Regions from separate parts of the Sus scrofa genome. Here region 2 is linked to region 1. A link is a contact called in public HiChIP or PLAC-seq data. All regions are on one chromosome and are shown on one strand. Each heading gives the region's core, a stretch centred on a gene start, on an enhancer-like site or on the middle of the called end of the contact. The rest is flanking DNA. Distances are from core to core; before and after follow the strand shown.

Region 1 (2,700 bases), core at 111-2,610:
AAACTCTCTGTCTCCCTCTCAAAAGGACACTTGTGGTTACATTTAGGGTCTGTGCGGTTCGCCCGGGATGGTCTCTCCATCTCAATGTCCTTAGTCACATCTGCCAGGCTCCTTTTGCCTGGGCATCTTCAGGGGGCGCTATTCTGCCCACTGTGTGCATTACCAACAGCCTTGCAAGGGCCCTTTCCGCCCACCACATTTCTGTCTCTCTCCTGTGCCAGCACATGCTGATTTGCTTCATTCTTTTCGGCCTGATGGGCACTTGCACAGCAACTGCCTGTTAAAAACCACGCTGGCAATGTTCATAGGGAAACCATCAGAGTTCTGGGCTCCCCTGGGAGCAGAGAGGGGAGCTGGCTAGCTCTGAGAAAGAGTTCTGGAAAATATTGAGCCTTCCCACGGCCAAACTCTCCTCTGGAGGTGCTTCCAAGTCCCCCAGATCCCCCAAGTCAGAGGTGGCTGGTGCAATGTGAGATGTGACCCCAAAGCTGGGATCTGGGGACAAAATGGCATATAAGCAGAGGTCAGTGTACAGTGGGAGAAAGGAAATAAAGTGTCCTTGTTTTCGGGTCACGTGCAGAATGATCAGTGCCTGAATGGACCTACTTAAAATTCAACTGTTTCCTTACATTTACATTTGTCGTTTATGCAGCCTCACATTAGCTACGCTGGTTAACTTTCTTTTTTTTATTTTTATTTTTTCAATTATAGTTGATTTATAGTGTTCTGCTAATTTCTACTGTACAGCAAAGTGACCCAGTCATACATATACATATATATTCTTTTTTTTTTTTTTTTGCTTTTTAGGATTGTACCCATGGCATGTGGAGATTCCCAGGCTAGGGGTCTAATTGGAGCTACAGCTGCCACAACCACAGCAACGCCAGATCTGAGCAGCATCTGCGACCTACACCAGACCTCACGGCAACACCAGATTCTGAACCCACTGATCGAGGCCAGGGACTGAACCTGCAACCTCATGGTTGGATTCATTTTCGCTGCTCCATGACGGGAACTCCTATATATTCTTTTTCTCACATTATCCTCCATCATGTTCCATCACAAGTGACCAGATATAGTTCCCTGTGCATATTGTAAACAGTGAGTGCTGCAATGAAGATACAGGTGCATGTATCTTTTTCAATGAAAGTTTTGTCTGGATATATGCCCAAGAGTGGGATTGCTGGTTCTATGTTTAGTTTTCTGAGGTACTTTCATCTGTTTTCCATAGTGGTTGTACCAAGCTGGTTAACTTTCGGTTGCCCCTCCAGACCCTCCCTGCTCTGTTTATCAGGAGGCTGACCCTGTGGACTACATTTCCCAGGATCCCTTGCACTCTGGCTTCCTTCCAGAATCAGCCAATGGGAAGCACCAAGGAAAGATAGAAGGGTGGGAGAAGAAAAAGGGTGAGGTACTTCCCCGGTACTGCCTTTCCTGCCTGACCGTAACTGGAACAGGGGCTGTGTTCTTCTGCTGAAGGACCCTTCTGTCAGATGGCCCCTGTCCTCCAGCTCCAGCTCTCTCTGGGTTCCAGTAGCTACTTCCTGTCCATGCAGCCTATGGGTAATAACAGCTTCTTGTTTTCAGGAGCCCTGGGCACTGCACAATTTCTTCTTGGGTTCCCTCCACAGACCTCACCTCCACCTTTGTAGGCTGTCCCTTCACTAACTCTCCCAGTTACTCCATTTGAGAACTGGGACTCAGACAGATACAGTGAACAATGATATTTGTGACACTGCAGGTTTGCTGCACAGTTACAACGTGTGAACACACATTGAAATAAATACTAATTATTAAAGCCAAAAAAAATACTGTGGTGTTCTACTTAAAATCATCTCATTTCATATCATTGGTATTCATGGCACTTGGGACATTGTCATGGAATAAGCTCTATTACAGGGATGATAAAAAGCTTGTGGTGGCCATTATGGCTCAGTGGGTTAAGAACCCGACATAGGGTCCATGAGGATGAGGGTTCGATCCCTGGCCTTGCTCAGCAGGTTAAGGGTCCAGTGTTGCTGCAAGCTGCAACATAGGTCAAAGATGCAGCTCAGATCTGAGGCTGTTGTGGCTGTGGTGTAGGCTGGCAGCTGCAGCTCTGATTTGACCACTAGGCTGGGAAATTCTGTATGCTGCAGGTGCAGCCATAAAAAAAAAAAAGAAAAAGAAAAAGAAAAGGAAGAAAGAAAAAAGAAGTAGGATAAAACAAAGCTTATTTGACCTAAGCATGGGGACCAAATAATCATACATCCTGAGGGAGTGGGGTGCAGCTTGCCAAGGTCAGGCTGCACTAGGGATATGGACTGGGGGGAATAATGGAGGAAGATAAAGTCCGTGTAAGCACTCTGGGTACCACTAAATTGTTGGAGTCTGGTATTTCCAATGGGAAACTTACCATTTTTGTAAATAACTGCTTATATGAGGCTGTAACCATGCACTGCTCAGAATTCTTGCTTGCAAGTGACAGAGACCAACTCAAGTTACTATATTAGGTTCCTCGATTGCTGTAACAACATGCCAAAAACTGGGCATCTTAAAACAAGAGGAATTCATTGTCTTACAATTCTGGAGGCCAGAAGTCTGAAATCAAGGGGTCAACAAGGCCATACTCTGATGGTTCTGGGGAAGAACACTTCCTTCCTCTTCTAGCTTCTGGTTTTGCCGGCAACCCTAGGTGTTCCTTGGCATCCTAGTCATACG
Region 2 (2,700 bases), core at 89-2,588, 150 kb before region 1:
AGTCATCTTTTTGCTGTCTGGCTTTTTTTTTTTTTTAAGCAGTTATTTCTGCAAAGAGAATTAGACGAGACCACGTAGGTGTGTTAGAATGTATGTTTCAGACCCTCCAAAACCAAAGCTTGTAAGAGGCTGGGAAGCAGGAGGATGAGTAAGCAGAATCAACAGGGATCCTGTCAAAGCCCAGAGGCTGGAAATGTCAAGGGAAGGGCCTTCCCGGGCAGCCCTGATGTGGAAGCAAGAAGATGCAAGGCCTTAGGCTAGAGGTATCTGTCCATCAGTCAAATCCCCAAGCCTCGGTTTCCCCATCATTGAAATGTATGCCCCACCTAGGCCTCTGTGCCCCTGACCACAAATCCCTCTTAACTCTCCAAAGGTGGCCCCCAAGGCGGAGGGCAGCTTCCAGAAGGCAGAGAAGGGCTCAGCTTGCGCCCTCTCCCACACCCCATGATGTCTAACACAAGGCACCCAGAGCTCACGAAGGAAGGAGGAAGGGCTGGAGAGAGGTTGCCAGGCACAGCTCTGGTGTGTGCATGCACGCACGCATGCAGGGGTGTGAGAAGGAAGCGGGCAGCTCTGCAGTCTGCAGGGAGCAAGACTCTCTCTCACACAAAAGCAAAGTGAACAAAGCGGCAGAGAAGCAGACAGCCCCATCCCTGGGGAGAGGACCTCGGGAGGACGGCACCCACCATGGCCAGTCGAAACGGGAAAAGGCACACGGCCCCCAGGAGCCCCAAGGCAGAGGTCTGAACCCTCTGGCCGTGGTTTCCCAGTGTGGGAGCCAGGCAAGATGAGCTCATGGTACAGCCCCTCCAAGGAGCATCTTAGGGGCCATTTCTGCAGCACCCACACTGACCTCTACCCCAGGGACCCCCTGGAGGGTCACAGGAAGCCAAGAACTGGGGAGACCCCAAAGGAGAAACAGACCCAGAGTGGGGTTCACTGTGGTCACAGCCTAAAGACTCCGGGCGCTCCGGCCGGAAGCATGAGAACCCTCCTAGAGTTAACAAAGCACTTCAACCCCGTCTGCTCCCTCTACATGGGCACTTGTCCCCCTGTGGTCCAGGCAGCCTCCTGGGTCTGTGACGCTTGGTCTGGGGGAGCGGGAAGTCGAGAGAATTCAGTCTACTTGAGAGCGTGTTGACAAGACCGCAGCATCCCAGTGCATGGCCAGCGTGCGTCCCCACACCCGAGAACAGGGTCACGTGCAGAAGTATCCGTTTGTGACAAAGTGGAAATGAAACAGACTGGTCCTTCCCACAGAGTCTGATAAACACTGATCTAGGGCAGGAGTCAGCAAACGAGGCCCGAGGCCAAAGCCAGGCTCAGCCCATTGCGTCAAGTGTCACTGGCACACAGCCACGGCCATTCCTGTCCGCGTTGGCTGAGCTGCTTTCGCGCTAGGACGGTGGCAGCACCGAGGAGTTGTGACAGAGACTGCGTGGTCCGGAAAGCCTGAAATATCTCCAGGGGAGATTTGCCAATCCCTCTTCTAGAGGAAAAGCCCACAGTGCACCCTGGGGGCCATTTGGAAAAGGACCTTAACAGGCAGGTTGTCATCATGCCAGCATCATCAGAATCATCATCACTGCGCTGTAACGTGCATGCGGAAGCCTCCGCACAATCAACTAGATCCTCACAGTCTTCTAACCACCCTCTCTCAACCGATGGGAAACTGAGGCACGGGGCGCTAAGGCCACTTGTTTCACAGCTAAGACATCACCGAGGCAGGATGTGAAGGAGCAATCTGGCTCCAGAGCCTGCGCTCTTAAACACCCTTCTAACACAAAGGCACAGAGAGGTTAAGTAACTTGCCGAAGGCCACACAGCAGGAAGGAACCGTGCTGGGATTCAGACCCTACATCTTTTGACCTTAACACATTCATTCAGCGTGAGGCTTGCAGGAACTCAAGGGCGCTTTGGGGGTACCAGGGAACTTGGGGGAGAAGGCAGAATTGAGCTGGGCTGTGGAGAGCTGGAAAGGACCTTAACAGGCAGGAAAGGAGACAAGGAGGGGAAGGTGTGTTGGGACCCTCAATCCTGGGAGATCTTCAGTGCCAGGGGTCTGCCAGGACCCTCAGGGAAAGATGTGGGGTCCTGATACTGTGGGGGAGGGAAGAGGAGACCATAGAGATGGAGGGAACAGGGCACAGAGAGGTTCTGCAAGTGGAGCAGGTGAGACTGAGCGAGCCTTGCATGGAGACTGGCTTGGAGTGTGCCTGAGGCCAGGGCAGGGGAAGCAGGGGCTTTCCAGGGTCTGCAAGCACAGCCGGAATTCACTCTCCATCTGCACTGGCATAAGACACCAGGCGGCCCAGAGATGACGCAGGCCAAAGCACAGGCCTGTCTCTGAGTCCAGACCCTCCTCAGTCTCCTGCCACCCACCAGGAGAAAGGAGATGACTGCCACATGCAGACACCACCCCCCAGGCACCTTGTGGACATTCGCCAGTGATGCTCAGGCCCACAAGGCTCCTAGTGCCAATGGCTGCACCCAGGGATTAAGTGAGCAGCCCAAGGCCATTCAGCAAAATGGGAGGAACAGGGGTTTAAAGCCATATCTGGAGGTCTTTCCGGCTCCTGGGAGGCCTTGCTATCAAAGCAGCTCCATGCCCAGGATGCCTGGGAAGATGCCTCCAGGGCCAGGAGGTGCCACCCTGGATAGAAGCCTATCTGGAGCGTGTGTGGGAGGGAGCTGAGTCCT

What was found. HiChIP or PLAC-seq counts read pairs in DNA pulled down with a chosen protein or histone mark.
Region 2: an H3K27ac HiChIP or PLAC-seq map of alveolar macrophages shows a contact between it and region 1. The contact joins two enhancer-like sites. A contact is called at or near these places in 1 of 47 Hi-C or Micro-C datasets (epiblast stem cells) and 2 of 2 datasets of contacts at active chromatin or transcription factors (alveolar macrophages and skeletal muscle).

Annotation. Positions count from the first base shown.
Region 1 is chr14:28,515,816-28,518,515 of Sscrofa11.1, reverse strand. No RefSeq gene overlaps it. Among named protein-coding and RNA genes, the nearest start is that of NCOR2, 130 kb to the left of the region's middle. Within about 2 kb of position 1,360, at least 14 of the 83 cell types and tissues checked have an H3K27ac peak or open chromatin away from gene starts, as enhancers often do. A contact at or near this core is called in alveolar macrophages, where this site is marked.
Region 2 is chr14:28,666,044-28,668,743 of Sscrofa11.1, reverse strand. The region is part of intron 3 of NCOR2 (nuclear receptor corepressor 2); the gene reads right to left. Among named protein-coding and RNA genes, the nearest start is that of NCOR2, 25 kb to the right of the region's middle. Within about 2 kb of position 1,338, at least 36 of the 83 cell types and tissues checked have an H3K27ac peak or open chromatin away from gene starts, as enhancers often do. A contact at or near this core is called in alveolar macrophages, where this site is marked.